Linked DNA regions of Mus musculus: regions 2, 3 and 4 are each linked to region 1. A link is a contact called in public HiChIP or PLAC-seq and promoter capture Hi-C data. All regions are on one chromosome and are shown on one strand. Each heading gives the region's core, a stretch centred on a gene start, on an enhancer-like site or on the middle of the called end of the contact. The rest is flanking DNA. Distances are from core to core; before and after follow the strand shown.

The links. Promoter capture Hi-C pulls out the DNA fragments that hold promoters and counts their contacts. HiChIP or PLAC-seq counts read pairs in DNA pulled down with a chosen protein or histone mark.
Region 2: a FOXA1 HiChIP or PLAC-seq map of pancreatic cancer cells shows a contact between it and region 1. The contact joins the enhancer-like site here to the promoter of Add2 in region 1. A contact is called at or near these places in 2 of 484 Hi-C or Micro-C datasets (embryonic fibroblasts and nephron progenitors), 4 of 115 datasets of contacts at active chromatin or transcription factors (embryonic forebrain, embryonic stem cells and pancreatic cancer cells) and 2 of 9 other capture datasets (embryonic stem cells and liver).
Region 3: a promoter capture Hi-C map of embryonic stem cells shows a contact between it and region 1, with 2.1 times the contacts expected there. The contact joins the enhancer-like site here to the promoter of Add2 in region 1. A contact is called at or near these places in 5 of 39 promoter capture datasets (the 3T3-L1 cell line, HPC-7-derived erythroid cells, embryonic stem cells and 1 more), 1 of 484 Hi-C or Micro-C datasets (nephron progenitors) and 1 of 9 other capture datasets (adipose tissue).
Region 4: an HNF4G HiChIP or PLAC-seq map of pancreatic cancer cells shows a contact between it and region 1. The contact joins the promoter of Pcyox1 here to the promoter of Add2 in region 1. A contact is called at or near these places in 16 of 39 promoter capture datasets (the 3T3-L1 cell line, the C10 cell line, the SN4741 cell line and 9 more), 1 of 15 datasets of contacts at CTCF or cohesin (large pre-B cells), 15 of 484 Hi-C or Micro-C datasets (the AML12 cell line, B cells, CD4 T cells and 8 more), 18 of 115 datasets of contacts at active chromatin or transcription factors (the 230-238 cell line, SST interneurons, bone marrow-derived macrophages and 14 more) and 2 of 9 other capture datasets (liver and pancreatic islet).

What each region holds. Positions count from the first base shown.
Region 1 is chr6:86,026,438-86,030,060 of GRCm38.p6, forward strand. It overlaps Add2 (adducin 2 (beta)), which reads left to right and starts at 2,244. Exons shown (of 16, transcript NM_001271857.1): 1 at 2,244-2,509.
Region 2 is chr6:86,317,312-86,320,698 of GRCm38.p6, forward strand. No RefSeq gene overlaps it. Among named protein-coding and RNA genes, the nearest start is that of Fam136a, 47 kb to the right of the region's middle. Within about 2 kb of position 1,765, at least 88 of the 459 cell types and tissues checked have an H3K27ac peak or open chromatin away from gene starts, as enhancers often do. A contact at or near this core is called in embryonic fibroblasts and pancreatic cancer cells, where this site is marked.
Region 3 is chr6:86,295,184-86,298,634 of GRCm38.p6, forward strand. No RefSeq gene overlaps it. Among named protein-coding and RNA genes, the nearest start is that of Fam136a, 69 kb to the right of the region's middle. Within about 2 kb of position 1,973, at least 8 of the 459 cell types and tissues checked have an H3K27ac peak or open chromatin away from gene starts, as enhancers often do. A contact at or near this core is called in embryonic stem cells, where this site is marked.
Region 4 is chr6:86,395,373-86,398,504 of GRCm38.p6, forward strand. Pcyox1 (prenylcysteine oxidase 1) reads right to left here and starts at 1,778. Exons shown (of 6, transcript NM_025823.4): 1 at 1,601-1,778; 2 at 542-748. The coding sequence starts at 1,712.

The DNA of each region.
Region 1 (3,623 bases), core at 994-3,493:
AGTGCCCTAAAGGGAGACACTTGAATGTAATAGAGTTGGCTTGAGAGGCTTTAGGAAATGGTCCTTGATTCCCTGTGGAGATTCTGTTGAGGAAGGCAGCCTGGTAGGAAAGGAGCCTGCCTTACCTACCACTTCATGGAATTCTAAAAGGGGGCTCCCAGCTTCCCTGGAGTTCTGACAGGGAACACTGCTTCATACTTGGTTGTGGAACTTTAGACATAGGTACCAGAGAGGCAAGAGTTCACCCCTGTGACTTGCTCTGTTGTCAGATTTCGGCACAGAGTAAGAGAGACCATGACTGCATCTGAGGAAGACACAGAAACGTGTGAGAAGCTGTGGAGGTGGAGGAGGTGTGGGGATCATGGTGTGGGTTTTGGGAGAACTGCAAAGAATCAGTCATCCTGGCATCTGAGCGGCATGCCTGTGGGCTGTTCTGGGCTTGTGGTGGTGGATCTTTGCACAGCGCAGCAGTAGCGGCTTTTGTTGAGAGACTATTCATGTTAATAGTCTCTGCCCACCCCACCTCTCTACTACTGAGTATTTGGACCTTATGTATCTCAAGCAAGCACTCTACCACTGGACGAGCCCTAGAATGGCCATTCTCACAAGCCTGTATACAAAGGAACTACCAGAGTACTTGTTTAAGCTATTTGAAGGACATAGCTTGGTGAACGTTCTGTTTCACTGTAGTACTATGATAAGCACCGTGACCAAAAGCAACCCAGGAAGGAGGAAAGGGTTTGTTTAACCTACACTTCCAGGTCACAGTCTATGAGAGAAGTAAAGGGAGGAACTCAAGCAGGAACTTGAAGGAGAAACCATGGAGAAAGGTTGCTGAATGGGTCAGTCAGGCTCATACTTAATAGCTGGCTTTCTTCTGCAGGTCAGGGTCACCTGTTTAGGGAATTGTGCTGGCTACAGTGGGCTGGGCCTTCCCATACCAATTAACAATCAAGACAATCACCCCACAGACATGCCCACAGGCCAGTCTGATCTGAGCAATTCTTCAACTCTAGATGACTCTAGACTAGTGGTTCTCAACCTGTGGGTTGTAGCCCTCATGGGGGTTGCATATCAGATATTTACATATGACTCATAACAATAGCAACATTATAGTTACAAAATGATTTCATGGTTGGGGGTCATGTAGCATTAGGATGCTTAGAATCATTGCTTTAGATCGGGTCAAAACTCACTAGGACAGTGGGTAGGTGAGATGCTTGCCAGGCAAGCATGAGAACCTGAGACCTGATCCCCAGCGGGATGTGAAAACCAAGCATAGCAGCACACGTTTCTATGTCTGTTCTACTGGTTGACCAGTCAGCCTAGCCAAGATGGCAATTTCCATAATCAATGAAAGATGCTGTAAAATAAGGTGGAATGCGATAGGAACACCTGAGATCAACTTCTCGCTTCTGTACATGCATGTACTCATGTGCACATGCACACATGCCCCCACCAATGTGTACACACATGTCCATTCCTGGACCACTTTCAGAGATTTGGGTACTGTCTGACTGTGTTGGAATCCAAAGGGTTGCTGTTGGGAATGTCAGGAGAGCAGGGCTCTTCTTCAGTGGCTAGAGGTTTTTCTGGAGGCTGAACGTTTTGACAGGCGTATTTCTCAGAGCTTTGGGAGTGACTAACATGGAGTTGGAGGAAACAGGATGGAGGTGTAAGGCCCTGACTGCCTGCAACATCCTGCTTTCCAAGGGCTTTGAAGAATCCTGTCCCAACCATTAGAAAAGGCCCAGGTGACAAATACATTAGATCAGGTCATTTTCCAGGAGAGAACAGGCTCGCAGAGTTATCCTCAAGGTCACAAGGCTGGGGAGTGACAGATCTGAAGATGAATCCTGATTCCCTACTCAGCCACTGGGGTCTCTCCAGGGGAGTAGGGGATAGGGTAGAGAAGTACAAGGGGCCAGAGGAAGCAGAGGCTGTCTAGGTTACAGCAGTGCGCCCCCAGCCTAGTTAAAGATGGGGTCAGAATTAGAATCAGGATCAATCTATCTGGTTTGGAGTTTAGTCATCCAGTTGTCACTAGCTAGCAGCACTGAAAGTTACCTCTCAAAGGCAAGATGTCCTGAGACCCTAAATCAAAATAAAATACACCCCGAGTGTAAACTCAGAGCAGAGTGTGTCTTACTGGGGTTTCTCCTGAGGGACAGGTCCTGCCTTTGGCCCAGGCTGCTGCAGGGCGCGGGCGGGGACGCTGCAGCAAGCCGGGCTCTGGAGGGGGCGCTGCGCACTCGCCCGGCCCTTTGTCATCACGCACTGCTGGGAGCTCACACTTCTTCCAGCCTCCCGCGGGCTCTGGACTTGACTCTGACTGCAGCGCCCGCCTCGGGGACGCGGATCTAGGGCCTTTGTCCCGAGCTGTGGGATGCGCGGGAAGCGCCACGCAGCGGAAGAGCTGTGAGTCCAGGAAGCGGATCCCAGAGTCGAGGAGCGCTGCCCAGCCTTGCTGGGTGAATTTGGGGATGGATGCGAGACCGCAGAGTACGAGGTAGGGCACCAAAGAAGGAACAGGGTGGGCGCCACGGCAGGCGGATCCCCGGGGTGCTGGAGCCACAGAATGACAGCGAGCTCAGCTTCAGCCTGGGAGTGGCTGCGCCCGCGCAGGAGCGGACGCCTGGGTACACCTGCGGCTCTGCGGATCTGTCACATTGAGCTCTGGAGATGGGCCTGCGCGCGGACATGGGCATTCAGGGTCTGTGATGCCTGCTACACCGAGAAGGTGTAGCCTTCTCGGAGAGACGGCCGGGCCGCCGCCCTGCGGGATCCACGCGGGATGTGCGCCTGCCCAGCTAGGCGCTCTGGGGTCCAGATTCATAGGATGCGCCTGCCTGGCTGAATGCAGTGGGGCTGGCAGGGCAGATGGCGCAGGATGGGAGATTGATACCTGGGCACCCAGGGCTTGCGTTTTTATGTTATCCCAAAGCTTTGGGGGTGGAGTAGGGGAGGCCGCTGTCCCTGAGGAGGTACTACCAGCGAGTTCATCTTTAGCGCCCACCTTTTCTTTCTCTTGTGTCTCCTCCCCTCCCCTTCTGCACCCCAGGGAGGAGCAGAGAAGGCCATTCTGGGTCCCGGGTCCAGAAGGCAGGGGTCCAGCAGTTACTTGTTTTGAAATCACAACCACAGCCTGCCAGGTGTTGGGGGAAGGGAGAGGATAGCAGGGCAGGGCAGGGCAGGGCAGGGCAGGCTGCTTTAGGATGCCAGTCAGGCCTGCAACCGGCCTATTGTCTGGCTCTTCAGACACCTTTCCTTTCTACCCTCCATCTCCATCCTCTGCCAGAAGTGAATAGATAAACATACAGAAAACAAGCCTCACCCACACTCTGTCAAATTCTTTAAAAAAAAAAAATTGTCTTTATGACACACATTGCCACCTCTTCATGCCCACTCCTCCTCTGGCAGTTCGTAAGGAAGAACCAAGTGCTTCAAATAAGCTTATAAATAATAGAAATCAAATCTCAGGTTTCTGTGTTAAGATTTCGGACTAATGGGTAAGAAAGGGCTAGTCCTACATCCTTCCTAGAGCAAAGGACAGGAAGAGAGTAGTTTTGACTGCATTGGAGCTGGCTGAGCCTGTCATGTGTTTAACTTGTGCCTTGAACTGT
Region 2 (3,387 bases), core at 515-3,014, 290 kb after region 1:
CAGGGGGCTGTTAGTCGGCAAGGAGAAGCCTTGTAACTGCAGCTGGGTCCAGTCATGGCATCTGAGTCTGGAAACCAAAGGCAGCATGGGTTAGAGAGAGGGGAGGGAGGCTTATTTAGAAACTACATCACACCATCCAAATTAAACAGACCATTTGCTCAAGTCCAATTTCCACCTCTGATCCTGTCTCCACTGATTCTTACCCTGTGTAAGAGCTTCCTCCCTTCCCAGAGTGCCCCCCCTTCCCCATGGATTCAAAGAATTCTCTTAATTATCTATAAAAACATACTGTCAGCCATGCTGCTTTCATGGGGCTCAAGCCTTACAGCTTAACTGATTTCTTCCCTGTCACGGTGACCAAATAGCTAGCAAACCAAGGAGGAAAGATGTCTTCTGGCTCGTGGTGCGAGGGATACAGTCCATCATGGTAGAGGAGGCATGGCAGCAAGACCCACACCAGTGTGAGTGAAAAACTGCTTGCTTCTGGGGCTGGAGAGATGGCTCAGTGGCTAAGAGCACTGACTGCTCTTCCGAAGGTCCTGAGTTCAAATCCCAGTGACCACATGGTGGTTCACAACTATCCATAATGAAACCTGATACCTTCTTCTGGGGTGCCTGAAGACGGCTATAGTGTACTTACATATAGTAAATAAATAAAATCTAAAAAGAAAGGAGAAAAGAAAAGACTGCTTGCTTCCATCTCAGCGGGTCAGGGAACAACAAGGAGGATGCAGGTACGCTGCTTATGTTTTTTTTGTTTTGTTTTTTTTCCCGAGACAGGGTTTCTCTGTGTAGCCCTGGCTGTCCTGGAACTCACTCTGTAGACCAGGCTGGCCTCGTACTCAAAAATCTGCCTGCCTCTGCCTCTGCCTCCAAAGTGCTGGGATTAAAGGCGTGCGCCACCACTCTTTTTTTATTCCTTTTTGTGCATATCTGTGTGTGGTGTGCTTGTGTATATGCATTTCTGGTATGTGTGTGGGGGCACACGTGTGTGCTTGAGTTTGTGTGTCTGTAAGCATGTGTGCATTTGAAGGCTCAATGTAAGGAATCGTCCTCCATAACTCTCCCACCTTGTTCACTGAGGCAAGGTCTCTCAATCAAACCCAGAGCTCACTGATATGGCTTGTCCCGCCAGCTGGCCTGCTCTGGGGAATAATGTCCTATCTCTGCCTTCTGGGTCTCTGGGGATCTGAACATGGGGCCCCACTTGTATGGGAAGTGCTTTAACTGTTGTGCCATCTCTCCAACTCCTTTTTATTCCGTCTAAGACCCCAGACCGTGGGATGGTGCCACCCACACTGACAGGACATCTTCCTCCTCAGTCACACCTCTTTAGAAATGTCCTCATAGACACACCCGCTCAGAGCCATATCTCCTAGGTGATTCTAAATCCAGCCAGGCCACAGTGAAGACTAACCTTAGAAGAAGTCATCGTCCTTTTGCCCTGGGAACGTATGTTCCACCCACCAGGAACCATGATTCATATCTTGCGAACGTTTGCCTGTTTTGTGCAGAGATCTTGTTTTGTGTTTCTGAGGAAACTGTGAGCTCCCTGGAGCCCAGAACTGGGCTGTGTATATATTTTGTTTGTGACAGTAAGTGCCCTGTGGTTCTGAACTCTTAGGAACTGTTCAGGTGTTTGGAGCTGTACTGAGCTGAAGGGAATTAAAGAGAGACCACAGCCAAGCATGACGTCACCAGGCACCGACTGGGGAAACGGATGGTGGATTCCAATGTCAGGTGAGTCACAGTAGGCAGGCCCAGAATGTATGATGAATCACACACAGGCCAGTGCCTGATACAGCAGCTATGCAGATACTGCACTGGAGAGCTCTGTCTGAATGCTCAGAGAGGAAGAAGAGGGTGGCCTCCCAGATATTTGGATGAAGACAACACCAACTCACAACTAGGCTAATGCCTGGCGGAGCCTCACTAGGTCAGGGGCCTGGCCCCAAAGGGTTGCTGCTTATTAATCCAAAGCAAGGACGGAGCGCAAAGCATATGCATTCACCTCCTGCTGTGTCCCAGGAACCCAAGGGCCTGGGAGCTGCACGACTCCCCAGGTCACAGCAACAGCCACAATGCCTCAGTCTCCCACCTCCAAGTCCAGCTGTTCCCAAGCTCAAGCAAAGAAGGCAAAGAAATACAGGTATGATGGCACATGCCAGCTCTAAGGGGGACGAGCCAGGAAAGATCACAAGTTTGAAGCCAGCGTGCTACAGAGTGGAACCCTGTCAAAAGAAAAGAATTTTAAAAAGTGAACATTGTGGTAAAACTTGGTGAGGGAACAGGACAATACCCCTTGTGTGGATGTGCACATGTGTGTGGGTAGGTATGTACATGTGTGTGCATATCTTTGGAGGCCAGGAGTCAACCTCAAGTGTCATTCCTCAAGAGCCATGTGGTGGCTATTCTTGGTTGTCAACATGATTGCATCTAGAATTTGCTAAAACCCAAACAGCTAGGCACACCTCTGAGGAAGTTGTTTTCTTTTTCTTTTTCTCCTTCTTTTTCTTTTTCTTTTTCTTTTTCTTTTTTCTTTCTTTTTTTTTTTTTTTAATTTATTAGATGTAGGTACACTGTAGCTGTCTTCAGACACTCCAGAAGAGAGTGTCAGATCTCGTTACAAATGGATGTGAGCCACCATCGGAAGAGCAGCTGTGCTCTTAATGGCTGAGCCACCTCTCCCGCCTGGAGGTTGTTTTCTTAATCGAATCATTGGATGTGGGAAGACCCACCTTTAATCCAGACCTTTTGAGGTGGGAAGATCCACCATTAATCTGGGCCATATGGTTTGCTGGCAGTCTATATGAAGGACACGGGAAGAGGAAGCTTGCTCTCTTTGCAGGCTTGCTGCTGCTCTTGCTGGCAAGTCCATTCCTTTACTGGCATTAGAGCCTACCCTTAGGGGATTCCGGTGTACACTGAAGACCAGTCAAAACATACAGCCTCATGTACTGAACAACTACTGGAGTCTTGGTACACTGTCTTCCATTGGTAGATAGTCATTGTTTGACTAGCTGGACCACAGCTTGTAAGCTGTTCTAATAAATCTCCTGTGTGCGTGCGTGTGTGCGCATGCGTGTGTGTGTGTGTGTGTGTGTGTGTGTGTGTGTATGTGTGTATGTGTGCGTGTGTGTGTGTGTGTGTGTGTGTGTGTGTGTGTTCATTCTATCAGTTCTTTCCCTCTAAAGAACACTGACTAATACAGTCCATCCATCCATGCTTTTTTTTTTTGAGGCAGGGTCTCTCCCTAGCCTGGAGTTTTCCAAGTAGCTGGCAAGCCCCAAAGATCCACCTGTCTCTGCTCCTTCTTGCTGGGGCTACAGACATGTGCCACCATGCTTAGCTTTCTTCCTTTTCTTTTTTTCCATGGATTCTGGGCTC
Region 3 (3,451 bases), core at 723-3,222, 270 kb after region 1:
CTGTCTGTGTGTCACATACACCATACATACAGTGTTCTTTTACAAATGCATTCCATTTCCATGATAAAGTCTAACATAAATTTTACATAAGAGATTAACAAATAGTGCTCTAGAGGGATGGCCCAGCAGCCAAGAACAAAGAACCAGAACCCAGCTCCCGGCACCCACACTGGGCGACCCAAAAGCCCTGTGTCTCCAGCTCTAGGAGATCCACTCCCTCTTCTAGCCTCTGTGGCCAGTACACTCACATGTGCATGCCCCACCCCTCTAACACACGCACATAATTAAAAGTAATAAGAATAAGCCTTTTGGAAAAAGAAATTAACAAGCAGTGACAGAAAAGATTAGAAGATAGTTTACATAAGTTGCACAAATATAGTTTCTCTCTAAATATCTGCTATTCTGTCCTCGCCCTTCTTGGGAGCATGTGAGGACAAGAGGCCTGCCCTATGAGGTGGTGTTGCAAGAGGCTCGGGCACCCTGGCAGTGTTCAACACCGTGAGAAAGAGGGTTGTGGAGCTGCCTGTGGGCTGCTCGAGGGTGAGCGAAGGCTAAATGTAAAGCCACACCCAGGAGAGGACTGTGCACCTCCTCTTCGTGGCTTCTTGCCCCTCAGAGCTGGGTCCATACACTAACACACGACCCTAGGAAACTGACAGACAGTTGACCCTCAGCCTCTGCAGCTGCAGAGTGGAAATGATACTCTCTGCCTAGGCCAACTGGGAGGACAGTGAGAAGTGGGAAGGCTGGAGGCATACACAGGGCCCCAGTACAGCTATGCTGGTTACTCCCTGGCCCCAGCATGCAGTGCCTTCCCAGGTGGTCCTCTGACTGGCTCCTGGCCTTTAGGAGACCTTAAAATGACCAAAAGCCTCAGCTCCCACCCAGTCACCGCTCTGGGCGTAAAAGAGTGCCTTATTTCATGTCTGTTGCTGGGATTAAAACATCCCAACAAAAAGCAACTTACAGGAAAAAAGGGTCTTATTTGCCTAATAGCTCATACAGTCGGTTACTATGAGGAAGCCAAGAGCTTATGCATCACACCCACAGTCAAGAGCAGAGAGACAACTGCATCCAAGTTGCCTGCTAACTTTTAGCCACTCCCCTCCATTCTTAAACAATGCAAGACATCCCCCCACCCCGCCCCGCCCTGCCTAGGGAATGGTGACACCCACAGTGGGCTGGGCCAAATAGTCACAGACAAGACCACAGGCCAATCTGGTGCACACTCTCTCAATTGAGACTCTAGTTTCTGATGAGTCTAGGTTGTGTCAAGTTGACAGCATAGTCAGAGGAGAGGGGAGGCTCAGGGGATGGATCCCTAGTGTGAGGAAACACTGGAGAGAGGACTTGGCCAGTGTTCCCACCCCAAGAGAATTCCTTTAGTAAAGCATGCTTGTGTGACACTAAGCCAGGCTGCAGGGAAAAGGTGTAAGGACTATCTAAGCGTGCCCTGGACATCATCAGCCCAAATCCTGGCACTGTGGAGGAGTCGTTTTTATCTCAGGTGCCAGACACTCATTCCCACAGCATCCTCTCCGCAGCACAAGCTCCTGCTATAAAACTGCAATGATCCCCCCTTCACTGGAGTTTGGTCACAACCTCAAAGAAAAAAAAACACAGATCTTTATTGTTTTTTAAATGTCTTTAGTGCCAGACATAGTAGAACACACCTTTAATCCAGCACTCAGGAGGCAGAGGCAGGTGGATCTCTATGAGTTATAGGCCAGTCTGATCTACATGGTGAGAACCTGTCTCAAAACTTAAATAAATAAATAAATAAATAAATAAATAAATAAATAAATAAATATTCACGTGCAGCCCTGCTAAAAGTCAGTTCTCCTTCTGCCCCTGTGTGTGTTTGGGTGTGTGTGTGTGTGTGTGTGTGTGTGTGTGTGTGAAGCCCCAACTGCCCTCACACTCTTGACAACCCTCCCTGTTTCAGCATTCCAAGAGCTAGGAGTATGCGCATAAGCCACCACACCCAGCTCCTGTCCTTTGTAAAAAGGAATTGCTTACCTGCTCTTAAGGGTCCCACTGTAAGCTAAGCAACTTCTCCCTGAGTGGTCTCTGAGTAGCCCAAGAACTGTCCTGACTCTTGCTATCTTGTTCAGAGTATTGGACTATAGAGTCTGCTATAGAGCTATGGAACAGTTCAGTTACTAACGTGCTTGCCACACAAGTTCAGTCCTGAGAATTCAAGTCTAAAAAGCTGGGGACAGGATGTGCTCTAACAGCCCCAGTGCTACAGTGAAAACCAGCAGAGATCTGCCAGATCCCTTGGACTCCCTAGCCAGATAGCCAAACCTATCTGGTGAGTTCCAAGCCAGTGAAAGACCCTACCTCAGAAGAACATGGACAACTCCTGAGGAACACCAAGAGGGTCCTCTGACCTCTGCATTTGCTCTCTATATATTTTTATGTGCATTGGTGTTTCTGCCTGAATGTCTGTCTGAGGGTGCCAGATCCTCTGGAACTGGAGTTACACACAGTTGTGAGCTGCCATGCGGTTGCTAGAAATTGAACTGGAGTCTTCTTGAGCTCTGAAATGCTGAGCCGACTCCCCAGTCCCCTCCCCCATCTTCATTTTTAAAGTAGATTTTATGACCAGATTTGTTTTCCAATATGCTCACCCCTGCCTTTCTATAGAGTAGGTGTTTACATTTAGTTATAAATGTAGCTCGTGGGTTTGTGTGTGCCAGCTGACATTTTCTCCTGCCTGGCCTTTGTTCTCTTCTCTGCTTTTCCTCATTGAGAGAGTGAGTGATTTTATGTTTTAAGACGGTAATTCACTGTGTAGCCCTGCCTGACCTGGAACTCACTGTGTAGACCAGGCTGGCCTTGAACTCAGAGATCTGCCTGCCTCTGCCTCCTGAGTGCTCACATTAAAGGAGGAACCACATAATCCACCCTCTTTCTCCTGTTGCAGCTGTTTATTTTATCTTACTTTTTATATAGTTCTATGTTATTTCCACTACTGGGTTTGTTTGTTTGTTTGTTTGTTTTGCTTTTACTTTTTGTTTAGAAAATATGATCTGTCTCCAAATATTTCACTTAGAAGAACAGTGAAAGCTGGGGAACGTAGCTCAGTGGTAGAGTGGCTGCCTAGCACATATGAGAGCCTGAATTCAACTCAGCACACACACAAGCACACACACACACATACACACACACACACACACACACACACACACACACACACACATGCACGCAGGCAGGCAGGCAGGCAGGCAGGCAGGGAGCATAAGAAGATGGGTGGGGCCTTCCCATAGCATCTTTTGTGTCCTCCAATCCTTGATCCCACTATCCCACTTACTCCAACACATGTTTCTGTCCTTCCCTTCCTACTTTTATATTGACTCCTAGACCAGTGACAGTAGCTAAGACGGTGGCTGGTTGTTCTGGCCTTGGAGGTGAGATTTTCATGATGCATGTACAGATTTGGGGTGGG
Region 4 (3,132 bases), core at 528-3,027, 370 kb after region 1:
AAACACTCTGCTAGCTCAAAGCACTCTGATTTCTCAACCCAAAGCCTGAAGTTTAAGAACTGACAACAGGGGGCTGCAACATGGCTCAGCCCCAAATGGACTGCACCTGGGTTCAATTCCTGAGACCCACACAGTAGAAGAAAAAGAACTGACTGGATCAATTGTCCTCTGACCTCCATACACACCCTGTGGCACTCAGACCAACACCCCCACCCCACAGTTATACAAAATAAATAGCTAAAATATAACTTTTAAAAAAATTTTTTTTAATTTTTTTTTTAAAGAATTAACAGCAACAGCCACCCTCACTCAACCCCATGGCTGTAATTCCAGAGAGCTGATGCCACACAGATAGCTTAGAGTCTCATTACAGGAGAGTGGCTCGATGCTAAGCTGGGACCAACTGCTAAACCCCACAGCAAGAGAAACAGTTTCACCAACTTCTCTGTAGAAGACAAGGCAGAAACATCAGTTCTCTGTGTTAGGAAAACACATACGGCCAGTCACACATAGTGTTGCTTAGTGCTATGAAATCACATACCCAGCTCTTTGACAAATCGCTTCATGTGCAAATTTAGGGGGTGAATGACTGAACCCCCTGCCTCGTAGTCATGACCTTGCACCTTCAAAGTGGCCAAACGGCCCCCGACCTCTTCTCTCTCAAACACGTCAATCTTCACGTCCTTCCCAAATTTCTTCCTTAGATAATAGGCGGAGGAAGTACCACCGATTCCAGCACCGACTATTGCTATACGGAGGGGGGGAAAGGAAAAGAGGAACCGTTTGTTTCCCCTCCTATCAGTGTTGCTTTTGTTTTTGAAAAGCCATTAACCAATAATAGCCATTACTCAAGACTAAAACTAACAGCTTGGGGAAACCTGAGGGAAGGGGTTCTCTTTAAAGACAGACTCCCTGAACCTAGACAGGTGCTATAGATGAAGTTACAAACTGACAGTTGGTCAAAAGATGCCCAAAGGTTCTCCCAGGTCTTTGTGGAGGCACCACCGGACCCAGGGACCCTGCTGTGCCCAATTCCTGGGGAAGTATGAATGGGCCCCTCCAGCACGCATTTTAAATAAAGCAGACGCCATCTTCGCCCAGCTTTGTTCTTTGTCTCTCTATGGCCCCAACACCATTAACGATCCCGAAAGACACAGCTTCAGATGGGAATAGACACCCAGGAATGAAAACCCGAGGCAACCAAAGCCACGAAGAGACCGGGTTCTCCAGCTAGCTGCAGCAGTTGCAGTAAGCAGAGCGCAGGTGCGGGGAGGCGGTCCCAGTCCTTCTCGGGGGAGGGGATCTGGAGGTAGGGGAAGAGAGACTGGTCCCAGTGCAGAGTCTGCGTGCCCCAATCGGCCGGACAAACAGACTTAGCTCCAGGGACAGCTAGAGGCGGGCTCTTGAGGGCGTTCAGCTGCTAGAGCCGAGGGCCTCCCAGGCTGGAGCTGCACGGATACCGAGTCCCTGGCTAGCACACGCCTCCAGTGGCACTCCTCCAGACTCGGAGCGCACGGCCCGGTCTCCGGACCCCGATCTCCACCCAGCCCTGGGAAGACCGACCTAGGCATCGCCGCGCCTCTGTATCCCCCGCACCTACCGATCCTGTTCGGCGGGGCCCGGGGCTCGGCGCTCGCCAGACTGCCCAGACCACATAGCAGCAGCCCCAGCCAGAACAGTGAGCCCACCAATGCAGCGGCGAAGCGCCCCATGGCCTCCCGCAGCTGCAGACTGACCGCGGGTCCGCCAGCAGACCCTGCTCTATGCGTCTGCGCGCTTTCGCCCCGCCCAGACCACGCCCCAGAGCACACGACCACGCCCACTCGTCCCACCCAGGTCCTTTGCTCCCCAGGCTCGCCGATTTTGTGTTATCTAATCCTGGTCCTCTGTGCCCCCGAAGTACACTCTGGTCCCAGAAGCCCACATCCAAGGCGCAGGTTGAGGGCCACCTCAGCTCTCCTTTCCCGCCTCTCCTGAAGATGCATCCTTCTTCACAAGTGCCCTCTACAGTCCCCAAAATCGCGAGCTTGTAGAGAATGCACGTGGCCAATCTCAGTCTAAACCAGGCAAACCGGCCGCAAACATTTCTAAAGTGAGCACTTTGTTCCAGGGACTCAGCTGCGTGATAAGAAAAGGAAGAGAGATGGGGTATTGTGAAGTAAGAGGAGCAAAACACGGGACCCACGTCCATACGAATAAAATTAGAACACCAAAGTGGCCTCTCACATACGGTCTGTTTCCAAGTTGAAGACACTAGAGAAGACACAAAAACAAGAAATGCTGTCTACTTTCCTCCAATTGCCTAAAAACAAAACACTGAGTGTGTATGGGAGAGTGGGGGTGCTGGAGACATGGCTCAGTAGTTAAGAGCACTTCCTGCTATTTATTCCACCGGACCTTCCTCTGGCACACTTGTAAGCATAACAAAATTTTAAGCACTGGAGAAATGACTCAGTGGCTAAGAGTGCTACTGAGTTCTGTTTCTGAGGCTTACAACTGCCTGTGCCAGCAGTGCCAGGGGAACTGTCACCCTCCTCTGACCTTCCAGGGCACCAGAACACACACAAACACATAAATAAAAATAAACATACACACAAGGACAAAGGGATCCTCCCTTCTCTACCTGAGGGATGTGGGTTTATCACCAAAGGCAATTTTAGACATCTTAAGTAAAATTCCTAGGAAGCCATTAGTTTGGCCTGAGCTACTGGGCTGGATGGATGGACAGCATGCCAACTCAATGGGGAATCCCCATCGGAAGCTGCGTGCTACCAGAGGTGAAACTAAATTTTCTGGTTGACCTTCATAGGAAAGGGAGCTGGTGACATGCCTCTGTTAGCAGATCCGAGAACGATGTCCCCTATGCTTCAACCTTCCCAAAGAGCATAACTTCAAAACCAGTCAGCTCTTTGTTTCCAGCTTCTGCCTTCCTCTGCCCTGGGCAGTCTAAAGAGCCAGGCTTCTCCTCCAGATGTAGGAAGAGCTGTGCTATGTTATAGAACAAGGTGTTCTCACTTCTAGTCAGCTGAGACCTGTCAATATCTTGTAGTTTTGGTTTTTCCACAGATCTTTGTTTTTTCAAACAGAATCTCAAGTAACCCTTTCTACCTCTTGTGTGCTGGGATTTCACAA